5 separate regions of the Mus musculus genome follow, and all the other regions are linked to region 2. Evidence: chromatin contacts called from public ChIA-PET and Hi-C data. All regions are on one chromosome and are shown on one strand. The core of a region is the stretch at or near the end of the contact, and the rest is flanking DNA. Distances in the headings are between cores, read along the strand shown.

The links. A called contact is a pair of places that touch in the nucleus more often than the background predicts. ChIA-PET counts read pairs in DNA pulled down with a chosen protein or histone mark.
Region 1: an RNA polymerase II ChIA-PET map of memory CD8 T cells shows a contact between it and region 2, with 136 read pairs. The contact joins the promoter of Urm1 here to the promoter of Rapgef1 in region 2. A contact is called at or near these places in 5 of 39 promoter capture datasets (the 3T3-L1 cell line, erythroid cells, hippocampal neurons and 2 more), 2 of 15 datasets of contacts at CTCF or cohesin (the NIH/3T3 cell line and embryonic stem cells), 13 of 484 Hi-C or Micro-C datasets (CD4 T cells, the G1E-ER4 cell line, adipose-derived mesenchymal stem cells and 7 more), 5 of 115 datasets of contacts at active chromatin or transcription factors (embryonic stem cells, memory CD8 T cells and pancreatic cancer cells) and 1 of 9 other capture datasets (embryonic stem cells).
Region 3: a contact with region 2 is called in an RNA polymerase II ChIA-PET map of memory CD8 T cells, with 8 read pairs. The contact joins the enhancer-like site here to the promoter of Rapgef1 in region 2. A contact is called at or near these places in 18 of 39 promoter capture datasets (the 3T3-L1 cell line, 3T3-L1-derived adipocytes, HPC-7-derived erythroid cells and 11 more), 5 of 115 datasets of contacts at active chromatin or transcription factors (bone marrow-derived macrophages, embryonic midbrain, embryonic stem cells and 2 more) and 1 of 9 other capture datasets (pancreatic islet).
Region 4: a contact with region 2 is called in a Hi-C map of bone marrow-derived macrophages, with 3 times the contacts expected there. The contact joins the enhancer-like site here to the promoter of Rapgef1 in region 2. A contact is called at or near these places in 3 of 39 promoter capture datasets (the 3T3-L1 cell line, embryonic stem cells and pre-B cells), 1 of 15 datasets of contacts at CTCF or cohesin (the NIH/3T3 cell line), 4 of 484 Hi-C or Micro-C datasets (bone marrow-derived macrophages, embryonic stem cells and extraembryonic endoderm stem cells), 6 of 115 datasets of contacts at active chromatin or transcription factors (effector CD8 T cells, embryonic stem cells, microglia and 1 more) and 4 of 9 other capture datasets (adipose tissue, embryonic stem cells, liver and 1 more).
Region 5: a contact with region 2 is called in a Hi-C map of uterus, with 3 times the contacts expected there. The contact joins the promoter of Slc27a4 here to the promoter of Rapgef1 in region 2. A contact is called at or near these places in 3 of 39 promoter capture datasets (the 3T3-L1 cell line, erythroid cells and hippocampal neurons), 2 of 15 datasets of contacts at CTCF or cohesin (the NIH/3T3 cell line and embryonic stem cells), 14 of 484 Hi-C or Micro-C datasets (adipose-derived mesenchymal stem cells, cerebellum, differentiating embryonic stem cells and 9 more), 4 of 115 datasets of contacts at active chromatin or transcription factors (embryonic stem cells, pancreatic cancer cells and stem cell-derived neural progenitor cells) and 3 of 9 other capture datasets (embryonic stem cells, liver and pancreatic islet).

Annotation. Positions count from the first base shown.
Region 1 is chr2:29,825,824-29,829,254 of GRCm38.p6, reverse strand. Urm1 (ubiquitin related modifier 1) reads right to left here and starts at 1,866. Exons shown (of 5, transcript NM_026615.4): 1 at 1,820-1,866. The coding sequence starts at 1,854.
Region 2 is chr2:29,617,508-29,621,207 of GRCm38.p6, reverse strand. It overlaps Rapgef1 (Rap guanine nucleotide exchange factor (GEF) 1), which reads right to left and starts at 1,488. Exons shown (of 26, transcript NM_001039087.1): 1 at 1,145-1,488. The coding sequence starts at 1,205.
Region 3 is chr2:29,363,852-29,367,391 of GRCm38.p6, reverse strand. The region is part of intron 2 of Med27 (mediator complex subunit 27); the gene reads right to left. Among named protein-coding and RNA genes, the nearest start is that of Med27, 19 kb to the right of the region's middle. Within about 2 kb of position 1,846, at least 30 of the 459 cell types and tissues checked have an H3K27ac peak or open chromatin away from gene starts, as enhancers often do. A contact at or near this core is called in memory CD8 T cells, where this site is marked.
Region 4 is chr2:29,762,848-29,766,354 of GRCm38.p6, reverse strand. Gm13547 (predicted gene 13547) reads right to left here. Exons shown (of 4, transcript NM_001177392.1): 2 at 2,853-2,960; 3 at 2,563-2,606; 4 at 2,266-2,463. The coding sequence ends at 2,367. It also overlaps a transcript of Trub2 not described here. Among named protein-coding and RNA genes, the nearest start is that of Gm13547, 3.1 kb to the right of the region's middle. Within about 2 kb of position 1,329, at least 6 of the 459 cell types and tissues checked have an H3K27ac peak or open chromatin away from gene starts, as enhancers often do. A contact at or near this core is called in bone marrow-derived macrophages, where this site is marked.
Region 5 is chr2:29,800,941-29,804,480 of GRCm38.p6, reverse strand. It overlaps Slc27a4 (solute carrier family 27 (fatty acid transporter), member 4), which reads right to left and starts at 1,847. Exons shown (of 13, transcript NM_011989.5): 1 at 1,521-1,847; 2 at 155-321. The coding sequence starts at 315.

The DNA.
Region 1 (3,431 bases), core at 617-3,116, 210 kb before region 2:
CTTCAAAATTACAAAGATCCAACTGCTCCTGCATTCCAAATGCTGGGATAACAGACATGAGCCACCATGCCCCAAGAAGCTGCAATTCTGATGGGTCACATATCTGGGGAGGTGTGGAAGGAGATGCACAGGTGGGTAAAGAATGTTGTCCTGTCCGGCTGCTCTGAGAGGCAAAGAAGGTAGAGGCTAGAAAAAAAGTAACTGTATGGGTCTGTAAACTCTGAGGGCAAGGGTCTGGTTTACTTGATGACGTCCTTACTGTTGCCAGCACAGTATCTGGCAGAAAGATCACATCTCTGCTGAGTAAATACCACGTCTCAGTGAGAATGAAAGGCAAGTTGGCTACCAACAGACATTAACACTGAGAGCCTGTAACTTCTTCCTTCTCAGTTCTGCTGAAGCTGGTCAAGGCATCAGGAAGTCCCCTCATAGCCCAGTTTGGGAGGTGGGAGGATACCGTGTTAGCTGGGCTAAGGTTCGAAGAGGTAAAGCAGTCAGGAAGCCAGACCAACCTAATTGGATCCAAGCAGCAAGACAATATCATCAATTAAACTGCACTTAACATTCATGAGACTACTCCCTTCCAAGGGACAGAAATGCTGAACACTGCAGGGACTAGACAGAGTGCTATTTATCTTTGTATCCTTGGTGTCTGGCTCACTGCCTGGCACATGGTAGGCACTCAATAAATGACTGGTGAATGAACTGCCTAGTGAAGGGACAACATGAAAGGAATGGGGGGCATCCAAGGCGAAGAAAGGCATTTGGAAGGAATTTTACATCTCTCTCTACCCTTGAGTTTCCCTTCACTTCAACCTTGGCTTCTTCATCTACACACACACACACAAACACACACACACCCCTAGCTTTTCCATAAGATTCTAGAAACCAACCACCCATCTCTAGAAGCCTCAGTTCTTTGTTCTCAGCTTCCGAAGAAGTCTGTCTTCTGCAGGTTTTGAAACCATGACAAGCATTCTGTGTGTTGGAAGAACACAATGGTGATTTGAGACAATCTTCACTTTTCCCCGTGTTCCTTCAAGTAGTGATGTGTACCCGGATTCTGAACCTTTTCACAGTAAGGATAATATACTACCAATGTTAGTCACTCCCTCCGTGGCAGCTTATTTACCCCGGTAGCTCCTCTGGACTCTGCAGAAGACACTTACCAAACTACTTTGCAAAAGATTAAAATCTAATTAAAACTCCAAGGTATGCCGGGCGGTGGTGGCCCACGCCTTTAATCCCAGGACTTGGGAGGCAGAGACAGGCGGATTTCTGTGTTCGAGGTCAGCCTGATCTACAGAGTGAGTTCCAGGACAGCCAAACAGAGAGGACCCCTGTCTCGAAAACACACACACACACACACACACACACAAGGTTTGAGAAAGAGGAAGGTCCTGTCTTGGCCAAGACTTCCCCTAGGAAGGCACTAGGCGGGAAGACAGAACTGAGATTATTCAGCAGGGTTCGTCTCTACTCGTGCGCTCCCCTTAGAAGCTCAAAAACCAGACAAGGCGAGTCGGGCTCGGAATGGCACGGGTGAAACATGCCGGAAGACCGCCTGCTCACTGTCAATGCCTCCCAGTCCTACATGATACAGAGCAAGGCGAAGGATTCCAAACGCATCTCCCTACCCGTGTGTGCGCCTCAACTCTCGGACTCACGGCCTCGTCACCCACAGAGACCGCGTCAGTCAGAGGCCAGGGGATTATCCCGGCTCTCGGAGGGCGACACAGCCTCGGCAGGCCAAGAGAGGTCCGGAATTCCGAGCCTTATGGCTTCGCTCCATCCCCAAGGCGCCCCAGATCTCACTCACCCGAACTCCACCTTCACACATAAGGGCGCCGCCATGTTTAGGAAACCAAACTAGCAGGACACGCCCTTTAACTTCCGGAGCGCCCGTTTATTTCCGGTCGCCACCAGGAAGCGTAAACGGAAGAGGCGGTACGGGGTGGGGCGAAATCCGTTCGTTACTGCTCAGCTATTGGACGAAGGCACCCGCTCAGTGGGCTGCGGAATTGATTGTCTACATTATTTGCGGACCTGGCCAAAAAAAAAAAAAAAAAAACCGAGCAGGAAGGGACTTCCTGAAGAAAGACGTCTAAGGGGAAATTCATCAGCATCCGATGACATGATTGTGAGCCACGTACTGTTGATCTTTCATTGGCTACAAATCTGTTTTTAAGCCACGCATGGTGGCACACGCCGTTAATCCTAGCCCTCAGAAAGGCAGAGACGGTGGATTATGTGAGTGCCAGGCCAGCCTGATCTACGTAGGGAATTACAGGACACCCAGGGTTCAAAAACAAAACAAAACCAAAAACAACAAAGAACCCACAAACAAGAACCCTGTCAACCCAGCTAACATCGCTTAAGGGAGTAAAACGAGGTAACTCCAAATTCTTGTTTCTGACCCTGTTGTCTCTCTCCGGAGCTGCCATCTTACTATGCAAACATCTGTGTCAGATGATGAATTGTATGTCTTCTACTCCACGGTTACTGAGTTAACAATGTGTCTGGCAGATTGGTCCTGTGGAGAGTCAGTAATAACGGCTGTAACTGAAGTTCTTGTCTCTAGGTCTCTCCGTGTAGCAGGGAGACGGGGAGACAGCCGTAATCAAATGTACAAACCATGCTAATAAATGTGAAATCCTAAACTGAAATAAATTTTCCGATGTTAGAAAATTAGAATTATAGAGATTTGTGAAAAAAACGCTAGGGCTGTGGAGATGGCTCATCTGATAAAGTACTTGCTGGGCAAGTGTAAAGATCAAAGATAAGATCCCCAACCCAAGTGAAATGATGGTTAGCATGGCAATACCAGAGCTAGGGAGGTGACGATGGCTTCCTCAGGGCAAGCTGGCAACCTACACTAGCCAATGAGCAAGCTCTGAGTTCCAGAAAGACCCTGCCTCAATACATAAAATAGTGGACTACAGAGATGGCCCAGAGGTTAATAGCACTAGCTACTATTCTAGAGAACCCAGGGTTGGTTCCCAGCACCCACATGGCAGTCCTCAACTTTAACTCCAGTTCCAGTTACATATATTCAGGCAAAAACCAGTACACTGAACCGGATGGTGGTGGCACATGCCTTAAATCCCAGCACTTGGGAGGCAGAGGCAGATGGATTTCTGAGTTCGAGGCCAGCCTAGTCTACAAAGTGAGTTCCAGGACAGCCAGGGTTACACAGAGAAACCCTGTCTAGAAAAACAAACAAAAAACAAAAACAGTACACTGAAAAATATAAATCATATATATATTGGAGAATGATGATTTAGGAATACACCCACATCCACAAACATGAAGAAAAAAAAAGATAAGAAAAATGTCAACTGGAGATGTAGCCCAATGGTACAGTGCTTGCACCTGCTCAAGGGTCTGGGTTTGGTCACAGTACCAGGTGGTATACATATGAGAAATACCAA
Region 2 (3,700 bases), core at 239-2,738:
CACGGGAATGCTATCCTACTTCTTGTCAGAAGACAGATGTCAATACCCTACCTATGCCCCTTGCTGGGTGGGCTACAAACATTCACTGAACCTCTCTGGGTCCTGAAAACAGAGACCATACTTTGGCAGGCAATCTTCAAGTACGTTTAATAAACAACACAACCCAGAGACCAAACACAGAATGAAGACACATAGCTCAAAAGAGAATACCAAAACGTTTGTCCCTGTGTTTAAACCAGGGCTGCAAAAGTTACATTCATTGCTGGTTGGTCCCCTGCTAATATACATCCAAATATCCTCAAGTCCACCTATGAAATGGCAGCTTCCAAAAATTAGTGCGGCCGAACACCTTTTCAGGTTCTTACAAGTCTGCCTTCTCTACTAAGTTTCCAGGATAACTGGGTATCCCCACTGTGACAACCCCCAACCCAGGCCCTGGACCACTCACTGCCTACCTTACCTACCAGCCAAGAACCCGCCCTCCCGTAAAAGGAGTCCCTGCTTGACGGCTAATTAAGCTCTGGGCCCCATATGCACAACAGTAATTGACTCTCGGGAGTATCTAACTCCCAGAATATGCAAGCCGGGGGGCGGGGGAAAAACTGGGAGGCGACTCCCCAAGATTTCCAGGAACACACAAAGAGATGAGGTTTGCACCAAGATCGCATCCACCTTATTCCCCCATCCCCAATGACTCTCCACTTGCCCTGCTTGCAGAGCAAGGCAGAAATATTAGAGGACAACTTGGCTGCTCCCTGAAACATCGCTCCAACACACCCTAGCCTGCTGTCCTTTGAAGCCACCGAAGTGGACACTTGTGGTTAAACTCGAGGCTCATTAGGAGTGACACATTTTATAACTGGGCTGCCGATCACCTCTGGAGCGCGCCTGCTCTTCTGCATGCGGTCGGGGCCAGGCCTCCTAAGGGTCCCGGGCTCCAGCCATTGTGGGATGTTCCAGGGAACAAGGCTACAGGGACCTCCACTCGCTCCCCCAGAATCCTGCTAGCATCACAGGCCCCCCGCCGCCGGGCAGGCCCGGTTCAAAGATGGCCCTCGCGGCGTCGCTGCCAGGCTGGGGCCCGGACTGGGGGTCTAGCGCACGAGGCCAGGAGGCGCGCCGCCCGCCCGCCCGCCCGCCTCACCTGCTTTCTCGATCTTGCCGGACATTTCCGGGCTGCGCCGGAGGCCGAGGCCGCTGCTCATCAGGGCCCGGCCCGGCCGCTGCGGGATAAGAGGCCGGCGCGCCCGCCGCTCTACTGGACCGGTGCTCGCCGCGCCTCACACTCGCGCCGTCATGGCGGGCTCCGCGCGGCCGCGGCTCGTGCGCTCGCCGCCCGCGCTCCAGCCCGCACCGGGCCTGCCACTCCGCCGCTCCACCTCCCGCGCAGCCGCCGCTCCGGGGCCGCGAGCCGCCGGCCGCAGCGCCGCGCCGCCGCCCGCCCGCCGGCCTGGGCCCCGCGGCCACGGCGCCACCTGCCGGAAGCCCACCGCGCCGCTCGCGCCACAGCGCCCCCTGATGGCCCGGAGCCGAACTAAGCCTGGCGCGAGGCGCAGCGCCCTCTACCGGCTTGGAGTCCTCCGCGCCACAGCTCGGTATAGACCCCACCCCTTTCCTCAGACACAGAGAAAGAGATCAAACCTATGACTGACAGCTCCAATTCAGGACTTCCGCATGCCCTCCCATCAAAGATCAGAGCCTCCGGTAACCCAGAGTTTTCCATCTCAAGTTGTGGGCTAGCTTTCCGTGTCTGTTACCCAAGTTCAGCATCCTCCTCAGGCCCAAAGCTCCTCTAATTGATCCTAAACTAGACTCAACAACACTGAAAACACAAGAAGCCTGCTCAACAACGTTTGGGACTGCCACCCACCTTCACCCCGTCATCCCCCATACACACTATGTGAGTCTCAAGGGCCAGTGAAAGGCAGAACCTTTAGCCAGATGTGGGCCCCGATCCTCCAAGCCAAGGCTGAGGCCCAGACCTGGAGTGACACAGAAGATCTGGTTTGCTTTGCTCACGAAACCCTCCAATGGGAACATCCAGCTTAAAGAGCAGTCTTTTCTAGTATGCAAATGAGTTCGTTTACAGTTCATTTTAGGCATTCAAAGAACCTTTGCTATGTATGATGTCATATCCTACCATGACTAACCCAGTGGATTCTTCCCTTCAAACAAGCTCATGAATAGGTTGGAGAGTCAAATCATATCATTAAGTATTAGTGAGCAATACGTTTTAGCAAGACAAGAGATACAGGGAAGGGCGCTCCCTGCTCACTGTTTTTAGCTAAGATGGAATTCACATCAGCAGCGAGTGTGCAAGCACATGTGTGCGCGCACAGAGAGAGAGAGAGAGAGAGAGAGAGAAAGTGAGTGCTAGGCTAGGGACCATCCAAGATAGCTCAGCAAGTAAATGCAACTGCTGCCGAACTTGACTAGACCTACACGGCTGAGGGAGAACCAATTTCTGCAGAGTGTTCTCTGACTTGCACACACACATATACACACACACAGAGACACACTATGTAACTTAAGAACACTTAGAAGTCTGCTTTGCCTCTAGATATGTAAGCTAGTGGTAGGGCAAACCTTGAGAGATGTGCAGGGAGAAGTTCAGGGTGACGGATGCCACCAAAGATTTCTATTTCCATCTCCCTATACTCTACAGTCCCCTGATTCTGTGACTGAGGGCTGCCTACAATCGGCAGCCAAATTTCCAGAGCCATGGGTCCGAACCCTCTAGGGGTCAAAGGCCAAGCCAAAGATTGACAAATTCATTTCCCTTTTCAAGTTGACAAATGGCTGCTCAGGGCCAGAATGGCTCTGCTCTGCTCTGGTGGAAGCTGCATCAGCAAGGCAAAATTGGCGAATCGCTCAAGGCCCGCCCTCCAGCTCTCCCTGGGTGCTTAGCCTTCCAGACTTCTGAGCTCAGAGCGTCAATATTTCATGCCCCAAATTCTGAAGTGAGGAATGGAACAATAAATGTAGGCGCAGTCAGGTTTGAGGTTCCTAAGAACAAGATCAAATCCATGTGATAAATTGCTGCATATCAGATAGCGAGGAATTTGCAAAAAGTATCGATGCCAAGCAGACTCGTAGAACTTGCTTCCTAAGGTTCCAAGGTGCTCATAGCCATAGTAGCACACACTCGGGATTAAGAGCCAGCTAATCGAGGGTGAAAGCCTCCCTTTTCCTTGCCTTAACTTAGCTTGTCCTCCTAGGCCACTCCAGCTGCTAGAATGTTCTTGCCCCTCCTCTCCACGGACACGCCACCATCTTTCGGGTTTCTTTGTTATTCACCCTTAGAACCCTTCCCTGAGGCCCCACAGTACCAGCTTCCTCCTGGTTATCAACCAGGTGCTGGCTTTCGTGGTCAGAAACTCAGACAGGAGCTGGGTGCGCACACCTTTAATCCCAGCACATGGGAGGCAGAGGCAGGCTGATTTCTGAGTTCAAGACCAGTCTGGTCTACAGAGTGAGTTCCAGGACAGCCAGAGAAGAAAGAAAGAAAGAAAGAAAGAAAGAAAGAAAGAAAGAAAGAAAGAAAGAAAGAAAGAAAGAAAGAGAGAAAGAGAAAAAAAGAAAGAAAGAAACTCAGGACCCAGTCAGATCCAACTGCAGATAACCAAGATACAAGTGATGGCCACATGCTCTGGGCTCAGGCCACCTCTCTACACACTGTCAAAAGCAATCAATGTGTTGT
Region 3 (3,540 bases), core at 597-3,096, 250 kb after region 2:
TGAGATTACATGTATGCACTACCACATTTGGCTTTCTAAAAAAGGGTTCTGGGCTGGGCAGTGGTGGCGCACACCTTTAATCCCAGCACTTGGGAGGCAGAGGCAGGTGGATTTCTGAGTTCGAAGCCAGCCTGGTCTACAAAGTGAATTCCAGGACAGCCAGAGCTACACAGAGAAACCCTGTCTCGAAAAAAAAAAAATATATATATATATACAAATAAATAAACAAATAAAAAAGGGTTCTGAGGGAATCAAATTCAGGTCCCTTTACTAGCTAAGCTATCCGCTGCCTAATCTGTGTAATTTTAAGTTACATTGTTGTGGTTGCAGCAGTCTGATAAACAGAGCGGAACATTCACTGTAAAATGTGGGCTTAACTCCCAGCACGTCAACCACTCTCCTGTGACCCTAACTTATCATAAGCTCTGGGCTCAAAGCAACCCTGAGGTGGAGGCTGTCCTGAGCCCCAGTTTACACACCAGGAGACAGGATTGTTCAAAGTTACAAACCGGTGAAAAAGTAGACTGTGAACCCAGGCATCCTGGCCCCAAGGCCAACGCTTTAGTCCCATTTAGACACCATATCTCCCAAGTTTGAAAAGATGAAGAGCAGGCCCAAGCTTCACACTGCACAATGCTATGAGGTGTGTGGTGGTTTGAATAGGTTTGGCCCCTGTAGATTCATGAGTTTGAATGCTTGGCCTATCGGGAGTAGCACTATTATGAGGTGTGGCCTTGTTGGAGTAGATTTAGCTGTGTTGGAGGAAGTATGTCACTGTGTGGGTGGGCTTTGAGGTCTCCTATGCTCAAGCTCTGTCTAGTGTGGAATTCCAGTCTCCTCCTGGCTGCCCTCAGATCAAGATGGAGAACTCTTGGCTCCTCCAGCACTATATCTGGCTGCATGCTGCCATGCTCCCTGCCATGACAATAATGGACTAGCCCTCTGCAACTGTAAGCCAACCCTAGTTAAATGGTTTTGTTTTGTTATAAGAGTTGCCCTGGTCATGGTGTCTCTTTACAGCAATGGAAACCCTAACTAAGACAAGGTATTTCTTTAACTTTTACTTTACCCTTATCCTGTCCTTTTCCTATCTACCTTAAAATAATCAAGACAATTTGCCTTCTGTTTATATCCCCAAAGTAGTTTTAAAAACAACAACAACCTTAATATGCATTATCCTTCAGCAAGCCTCCCCTGAGTGGAATGCATAAACCAAAGACAGATCTCCTACAGCTGTCAGAGACCCCCAACCCACCAACAAATGAGGACCTACCACGGTTCCCCGTTTCTGTCTCTCAAAACTGTGGATATGAAATGCCACTTTCCCAGTGGGAGTTGTCCTTGTTGGTTTGTTTTCTTCTGATGAGCTTTGGTGGACACCAGAAATACAAGGACAAACAGCATGGCACGGTCCCCAGTCCTGGTCCAGTACCTAGAGCTCAACTGAGTCAGGTCATAATAGCATCATCATGGGGAGAGCAGGTAGCAAAAGCTCACAGAGGGGCATCTCACCCCAGCTGTGGGGTCAGAATTTTCCCAGTGTATGATTCTAAACAAACACACAAGAGAGGAACCATGAGTCAAGCAAAAAAAAAAAAAAAAAAGGAATTGGAGTCCACTGAAGCAGAGCATGGGACATCAGGGTGCTTATGGGCACCACAGGGTGACCAGGCACCAAGCTGGAGCACAACTGAGACAGTCCGGGACTGTCAGTGCACAAGAAGTCCTTAGCCAATCTTATTAGCAGAGCTATATTACCAAACCTATGTTCTGAAAGACCACTCTGCTGCAGTGTGGGGTAGACAGGAAAGTCAGGGAGGCTGGTAGAGACTGCTAACAAGCAGTAGTGCCTTGCTCCTGGCAGCAAACACTTCCTGTGCCTGCCTTCTGAGGCTCTCTGAGAAGCACACTGAGGCCACAGAAAACCGCAGACACTGTCAATGTTCCCCTAGGAGCAAGGTGAAGGGGAGATTGGGCAGAGGAGCTTCTGCTTCCCGGGGCCCCCAAGGCTGTGACACTGCTCCTGGAAAGCGAGACATGCCATGCCTACAATAGTTAAGCAACTGGGAAAGATGCTCCTCTCCTAGGGGGAGGTCACAACAGGAAAGGCACCGTCCCCAGGAGAGAGAGAGACACATCTGCTAGGAAATGACTACATTTGAGCTTCATGGGCAGACGTCCCCAAGTACACTGTTGTGGCCAAGGATCCCTGCGAGCTGCTGGCAGGACACTGTGGTTGCTCTGTCTGTGAAAACACCACAGTCCCAATGTCTGAGTGCACACACACAGAACCAACACAGCTGCTCTGTTAAAAGCAAAGGGCTGAGAGTGGAGGCCGCCACACCCACTGCTGGCTTTCTAGGTTGCTATTTTTTTTAAATTTTGTTATCCCACTGTGATAGTTTAAATGAGATGTCCCCTATAAGCCTTAGGCATTTAATGCCTGGTATCCAACTGGAGGCTGTTAGAAGAAGATTAGGAGGTGTGGTCTTGCTAGAAGTATGTCATAGGGGCAGGCTTTAGAGTTTCAAAAAACATAGGCCATTCTAAATTAGCCCTTTCTGTTTCCTGTCTGCAATTCTAGCTGTGAGCTCTCAGCTGCTGCTCCAGGTACCTGCCTTCATATCACCATCCTGGACCATAACCCTCTGGAAGCCCCAATAAACCCTTCCTTCTATAAATTGTCTTGGTCATGGTATTTTATCAAAGCAATAGAAAAATAATTAAGGCCGGGCATGGTGGCACATGCCTTTAATCCCAGCATTTGGGAGGCAGAGGCAGGCGGATTTCTGAGTTTGAGGCCAGCCTGGTCTACAAAGTGAGTTCCAGGACAGCCAGGGCTGCACAGAGAAACCCTGTCTTGAAAAACCAAAAAAAGAACAAAATAAGAAAAATAACTAAGACAGCCCCACCCGAGTCTGAGGGTCATTGAGGGAACACTGAGGGAAGGGAGGTAAAGAAAACTGAGACCTACTGAGTGCCTACAATGTGCCTATCCAGTGCTTGGTGCATTCCCTCCTGGAAAAGAAGTGTCTTCAGACTCACTCTGTGCAAGAAGACAGTGAAACTATCCCAGTGGTTTAAACAGGAAAGCACACTCCTGTTTATTTGGGGCTTCCAGAGGGTTATGGTCCAGGATGGTGGTATGAAGTTATGGTGGCAGGCACCTGGAGCAGCAGCTGAGAGCTCACAGCTAGAATTGCAACACAAAATCCTTCAATGGTGGCCCAACTGCTTCCTGTTCACTGGAGAGTCTGAGAGTCCAGTTTCTCTGGATGCTCAGAAGAGTCCAGCTTATCATAGAAGCTATGGATGACATGACATAGTGGCTTGAATTGATACATTCAATTCAAGGAAACAGGCTGAATTATAAAATGTAATTTTAGATGGGAAGGCAGGGCCAAGGAGATGCCTCAGTCAGTAAAGTGCTTGGCTTAGAAGCATGAGAACCTATGCTTCATGCCTAGAATTCACATTTGGAAAGGCAGAAATGGTAACTGTAATCCCAGTGCTGGAGAAGATTCCTGGGGCTTACTTGCC
Region 4 (3,507 bases), core at 80-2,579, 150 kb before region 2:
GGCTCCAACTCCTCCTCACCATGAAGCTGGGTGCTTTGTCTGGCTCCTGTCACGCTGTCACTGAAGTGTACTTGTCTCTTGAGAAAGGCTAGAGAGGGTGCAGTTTGATGGTCCCACCACATGGCACTCAGAGGTCTCGAACCTTCTGGCTGTCTGGGATGAGTGGAGATTATAATGCACTTTTGTCCTGAGTGCCACAGGTTCGGGATGAGACATAAAATTTTAGGTTTTTTTATTAGATATTTTCTTCATTTACATTTCAAATGCTATCCTGAAAGTCCCCTATACCTTCCCCCTGCCCTGCTCCCCAACCCACCCATTCCCGATTCCTGGCCTGTACTGGGGCATATGATCTTCGCAAGACTAAGGGCCTCTCCTCCCATTGATGGCCGACTAGGCCATCCTCTGCTACATATGCACCTAGAGACACAGCTCTGGGGGGGAGGGGGTACTGGTTAGTTCATGTTGTTGTTCCTCCTATAGGGTTGCAGACTCCTTCAGCTCCTTGGGTACTTTCTCTAGCTCCTTCATTAAGGGCCCTGTGTTCCATCCAATAGATGACTGTGAGCATCCACTTCTGTACAGGCACTGGCATCGCCTCACAAGAGATAGCTATATCAAGGTCCTATCAGCAATAAAATTATAGTTTTTAAAGAAAATTTTATTTTTAAAAATTTGGATATGTAAACTCGAGTGCCCACAGGGGGCAGAAGAGGGAGAGAAGTTGCCAGAGCTGGAGTTACCTGCTACCAGTTGGTGGGTAGTGGCTCTGGAGCTGAACCCCCTCTTCCCAAGCTCCAAGTCCTCTTTCCAGTTCTGTAGAGGGATGCTGGGAATACAGGCTTTGGGCTGAACTCCAGCCCAGCTATTAAATCTGGAGATAGGCTCTCCACTTGCTTACCCAGGCGGGTCTCAATCTATGGAAGCGATCTGCTCACATCAGCTTCTTTGGCACTCACTGGGGTAATTTATTTTTATTTTTGGACAGGGCCTGGCCATGTAGGGAGGGCAGGACTGGCCCTGAACTCTGCTTCTTTCTTTTCTCAGTCTCTGGAGTTGAAATCACAGGTGTGAGCCATCATACCTGACTCTCAAATGTTTTCAAGTAGGGTTTACAGTGGGTATAGTGAGGCAGTGTATAATATACATGCCTTCTCTGTCAGCCTCGATTTTCCAACCAGGTGACCCCTTCCTGCTCCCTTGAGACTCCTGGAAAGAAAGCTGAAAGATCCAGCTTGTGGCCATTGGATGGCACAGACTGGATTGGAGAAGCCCACAGAAGAGAGGCTACCCAGCTGATGGGCACATCACTAGGTGGACACTGCCCCCTGGAGGCTAGTGCTTGCTATGGCACATGAGAAAGCTGTTCTCACACAGACCTGGATCTGGGATGTTTTCTTCCCCAGTGCCCTTGGTACTGGTGATATGTGCAAAGGCAGAGCTTGGTTAAGATGCAGTTGGGCCAGGTTCTTGTATCACTCCAAGGATCTGAGTGGACCAGCCTGCCTGCCTCTATTCCTGTTCGCTTCTCAACTAAACGTTATTCCTGTCTCTGGCTTCTGTACATACTGTCTCCAGTTGGGACTGTCCACAGCACTGCTGTCTGTCTGTCTTTCTGTTGTACAGATGTCAGTGTTTGTTCCCAAGGGTCTCAGATTGGTTAAGTATTGCTCAAACATGCTCTTGTGATCCCATGGCCTCTCTCTCTCTCTCTCTTTTGAAGACAGGGTTTCTCTGTATAGCCCTGGCTGTCCTGGAACTCACTCTGTAGACCAGGCTGACCTCGAACTCAGAAATCCGCCTGCCTCTGCCTCTGCCTCCCAAGTGCTGGGATTAAAGGCATGCACCACCATGCCCGGTGGCGTCTCATTTTCTATTTTGTTTCTGGGAATTGAGCCCAGAGCCTTGTGCTCAGTAGATAAGAATGTAGTCACTGAGCTACATTCCAAGCCCCCTTCCCCCATGACAGTTTTGAGACAGGGTCCTAATCCATGGTCCAGGCATTCATGTTGGAAGATGTGAGGCCCTCCCCGTTGATGTAGGATGTAGACTAGGAGAGACAATACCTCACATGGAGGTGCTCTGTGACCCTCAATGTCTAATCCCTGCAGCCTCCTACTTCCCCCTCAATTAGCAGAATCTCCTTTTCTGCTCACTCACACCCCCTTTGTGCCACTCCTTATGGCTCTTTTCCCGCCATGGATCAACCTCACCGTTCAACAGCTGTCACCTCAAACCACACCAGGATAAAAATCACGTTGCCCATTGTGGTCCAAATCCAAGTCTTCTCCAGTATGACAAGAGCCTCTCATGAATTAGTCTCTTGAGAATCCCACCTCATTTTCTAACATACTTTCCTTTCCTCTCTACCTTCTTTCTGGGTCCCAGTCCTGTGGTATCTCAGACACAAGGCCATTGAGCTGTTGAGAAAGTTGTTGCAGACTCTCAGTCGATGAGAAAGTCCTAAGGGAGGAGACATGAGATCAGGGGTGCAGGTAGTTTGATGGGAACAGGGCTCATGGGCAGAGGCTTGCCCCGACTCCCTCAGTAGGGAACACTTACTTGGTCTCCTCCATGAGGTTAGAGCAATTGCCAGCATCATGGCTCTGTATGGGTAGAAAGAAATAAGCTAGCATTATTTAGCTTCTGCTTACTGTCACACAGGGACACAGTAGGCCAAATTCATCTCAACACCCATCATCCCAAATGTTCTCCATCTTGGCCTCCCCATGCCAGGCTCCAGGAGCAGCACCTGAACCAAGCTATCTAAACAGAGTAGAGAGTCTATAGAACTCTGGGAGTCCTTTGGGAAGCAGACAGGAGGGTGGCAGGCAAAGGGGAGAAGCACAAACCTGAAGTGATACCCGACTAATGAGATCAGCATCTGGGCAGGGAACGACACCAAGAAACATAGTGTCATCAGTGGTTGGCGGTGCAGGAGCAGTGCCATCCGTGGGCACCTGTCACAGAACAGAGCAGGGGTGAAGGATTAGAAGACCACGTGGGAGAGAGGCTCCTCACTGCCATGGACATTCGTGGTCCACAGTCTGCCCACTTCCCTCTAGGGTATCAGACATATCTGCACACCAGACCGAGGATGGCAAAGCGCAGTTTGGCATGAACATCCACTGGACTCTGGTTCAGCTGGGAATGCTGGGAGTTTCCCAGCTCTTAAAAGAGGGAAAAAAGGAGTTTGGGTGGCTTGCACTGGTGGTGTGAGCTGCTGCCACTCTGATGTGAGCCTCTGCAGGCAGTGGGAACCTGGCCAGCCAGGCGGGTCCAAGATCCAATGATAAAGGCTCTGTGAGAGAGAGAGAATTCTTCTCCAGCGTTACAGCTCAGTAAAGACAGCCACTTTCAAACGATCCTTGGTGAAGTAACTTGTGTGCTTTATTCCATGTGGACAGGGACTACAAGAACCTTGGGGAGTGGGGTGGGATGGGATGGGGTGGGGCAGGTAAAGGTTTCGTATTGGCCAAGTTTGGGATGTTGGTGATGCTCTACCAT
Region 5 (3,540 bases), core at 598-3,097, 180 kb before region 2:
TGACCTTGGAGATGAAAGTTCTAGGTATGCCAGGAGAAGGGCAAAGAGAAGACACTGTTCCTTTAATAACCCAGATGTCTTGTGCTGGCAGGGATAATGGCTGGTAAAGCCCAGCACAGTTGAGACCCCAAGGGAGGCTAGATATGGTACTCACAAGATATCTCTCCTGACCGTCTTGATGAAGACCCGGATGAAACGCCAGCCACCAGACCCCAAGTACAGGAGCAACAGGGAGAATCCCACCTGGGTCCAGGGCAGCTTCAGCACTAGCTTGGAGAACAGTAGCGCCCCCACCAGAGATGCTCCAAGTAGCATTGTGACCTGCAGGTACAAGGTGGTTAGGAGACACAATTCCTTCTTTAGGGGCCGCTACTTCTGCACCAGCAGCCACTTCAGTATGAGCCCAAAGGGTCAGCCTATGGGGATTGCCTAGTCACCTTAAAAGGGGTGGCTTAAAAAAGGTTCAAGGCTTTGGTTCCATGCCAAGTTGGAGGGGCCTTGAAATCTACAGCTCTGGGGTTAAGAAACAAGAGGATGATCTAGCTTCTGGTTCTATCTTTGACCACCTTGTCAAGTGACCTTGTGCTAGCCCCTTTCCTACTTCAGGCCATAGCACCTTGCTCTATGCATTGGGCTAGTAAGACTTGTTCTTAGAACCTTTCTAACCCAAACAGGACAGTCCATTCACCGATATTCAAGCAACCTAACCAGATGGCCGGGAGACAGGTGCTGATAGAAGTGTCTCTCCTAGGGACTCCAGGAGGTTCTGGAAATGACAACACCAAAAAGGGCAGCTTCCTGGGAAGGGAGCCCTGCACAGTCTCTGGCCCACAGACTCAAGGTAGCGTTGTGCCTCTACCGGTCCATAGAGGGCGAGCCAGCAAATGGCTTAGAGGCAGGAGGGGCCTGAGAGGTGACAGCCCAGGGGTAGGGTGGAAAGAGGTGATTGTTGGACAGGAAAAGGATTTGGAAGTACCCACACATTCAGATGGATCTTTGAGGACTAGGGCTGAGAAGGGGAAAGGCTGTGTTGAAGCCCAGGGCAGAGATTAAGGCCCACGCTCTATTCCCTCTTCTTTATGGATTTAGTCAAGAGGACTGCTAATGGATTGCTTTTCTTGGGAAGAGAGGAAGGTCAAAGATATGAAGTAGCCTGAATATCTCCAAGCTAGGCGGAGGACCACGGCCTGGAACACAGGGAATCCCTTATGAGACTGCCTTCTGGAGAAAAGCATAAAGCAATGGGTGGGAGGACTACCGCAGGATCGCTAAGATCCTTAGCTCTCTGACAGAGGCAGTCAAAAAGCAAGCTAGGAGCCGGTCCAAGACCGCTGAGAGAGGAGACAGGACAGGAGGGGCGCCACGGACCGATTGCCTCTAGATAGCCAGGACATCAGAGCGTTCTCGGGGTTGGGAGAAGGAGGGCGCGCCCCTCAGTCCGAGCCGGCACCGCCGTCTCCCCCTGCTCGGCCTGGCACATTTTCCCCGCTCAGAAAGCCGCCGTCCCCGCCTTAGCTCACCCGGCTGCGGCTGCGCGGCGCGGCGCCCCGTCAGGATGCGGCCCGGTTGCGGCAGCGGAGTGCGGTGCGCTGGGGGCATCGGCCGCCCCGGGGCACACACAGCCGAGCCTCGGTGCGTCTGGCCCACTCCTCGTCCTTGTAGGGTCTGTACCTCTGCCCCGCTCCACCCCCACCCGCCTCCCGCACCCGCACCGGCTGTGCCAGCCGGCAGCACCGCCTTCTGTGCCGTCCCCGCAGAGGGCGAGCTTCTGAGTCCGTGCACCTCAGCGCAACCCAGCCCCAGCGCGCCCGACACCGCCCAGCCCCTCCAGCCCTGCGCGCACCACTGCCTCCGCAGCCGCCCGGCCCGCTGGGAGTGGTAGGCTGAGCCGCACGGCATGCTGGGAGTTGTAGTCCTAGTAGTCTAGCTTGTTCAGGCTGCTGAAGTTGCCCTGGTCAGGCAGTGCTCCTTGGGTCGTTCCTCTCTGCCATTTCCTGGACCAGGGGATCCAGGTAGCATAAACCCGCCCACAGACCATTTGAGAATACATAGCCAGAAGCTAAGGCCCAAGTAGAATTTGTTTAACTTATTATTATTATTTACATTTGTTTGCTTATTTGTGTATGTGTAGATACATATGCCAAAGACCCTGTGTGGTCAGAGGACAACTCGTGGGAGTTGGTTCTGTTCTTACACCATGGGCTCCAGGGATCATACTAAGGTTACTAGGCTTGGCCCTCAGTCTTGGGAACAGGCACCTTTTCCTGATCCACCTTGTCAGTCCTGTTTGTTTTTTGAAACAGGGTAGTAACTTTGCCCTGGATCTTGCTGTAGTTAATCTACTTCAGCCCAGAGCGCTGGCATTACAGACATTAACTACTACATTTGTCTTGAAATAGAATTTAGCAAATGTTCAATACCACTTGCTGAAAAAAAAAAAAAGCTGGATTCTGGCAGAATACACAGGGCATTGGGCTTCTAGACCATTCTGGAATGGTCATTCACCACAGCTGAGTATGATTGTTCCCTCAGGACTTTTACAGTTTTCAGTACCTTTGCAAGGTTCAAAAAGAACTGAAGAGCCAGGAGGAGTAGCTTCAGGGGATCTCCTCAAAGGTCAGGATTTAAAGCCTGTGTAACTAACTTTAACCCTGACTGATAACACTCCCGAACACTGGTTCCTTTGTAAACTGTGAGCTTTGTCAGGCTGTGGGCAAGGGTCTAGACTCACAGCCGTTGGATTGAGAGCCTCTGAAAAGTTCTGGGGTGACTATGCAACGTGCCTATTACTGCCTCTGTTCTTAAATAGCCCCTTCAATGACTCAACCTAGTCAAGTTCTTAAGGGGGGAAGGGGCAACCTTCAAGGTCTGTTTATAGGGATTACAGATGACATTTTGGTATGAAGATGGTCTGGACCTGCTCAGGATTGCATCCATTGGAGAGGCTGGATAGTAAGCTAAAGGATGTCTCTAGGGCTATAATAGCAGGTGCCCCATGTTCATAGACATGTGCATCACAGACCAACAAGAGAATCATGTTCTCAGCAGAGAGTTCCAAATCTGTGCCTTCTTATGGATTAAAGGTGGGCTTTAGGGGATCAAGCACAGCGGTGGTGGTGGCACACACCTTTAACCCCAGCACTCGGGAGGCAAAGGCAAATGAATCTCTGAGTTCGAGGCCAGCCTGGTCTACATAGTGAGTTCCAGGACAGCCAGGGCTACATAGTGAGACCCTGTCTCAAAAACAAACTAACAAAACAACACCCCACAAAAGTGGGTTTGGGGGTCAGGTAAGCATGGTGGTACATAACTTTATTATTTATTTATTTGGTTTTTTGAGACAGGGTTTCTCTGTGTAGCCCTGGCTGTCCTGGAACTCACTCTGTAGACCAGGCTGGCCTCGAACTCAGAAATCTGCCTGCTTCTGCCCCCCAAGTGCTGGGATTAAAGGCATGTGCCACCACTGCCCAGTGGTACATAACTTTAATTTCAGCACTTGAGAGGCAAAGGATCTCTGTGAGTTTATGCCTGGCCAAGGCT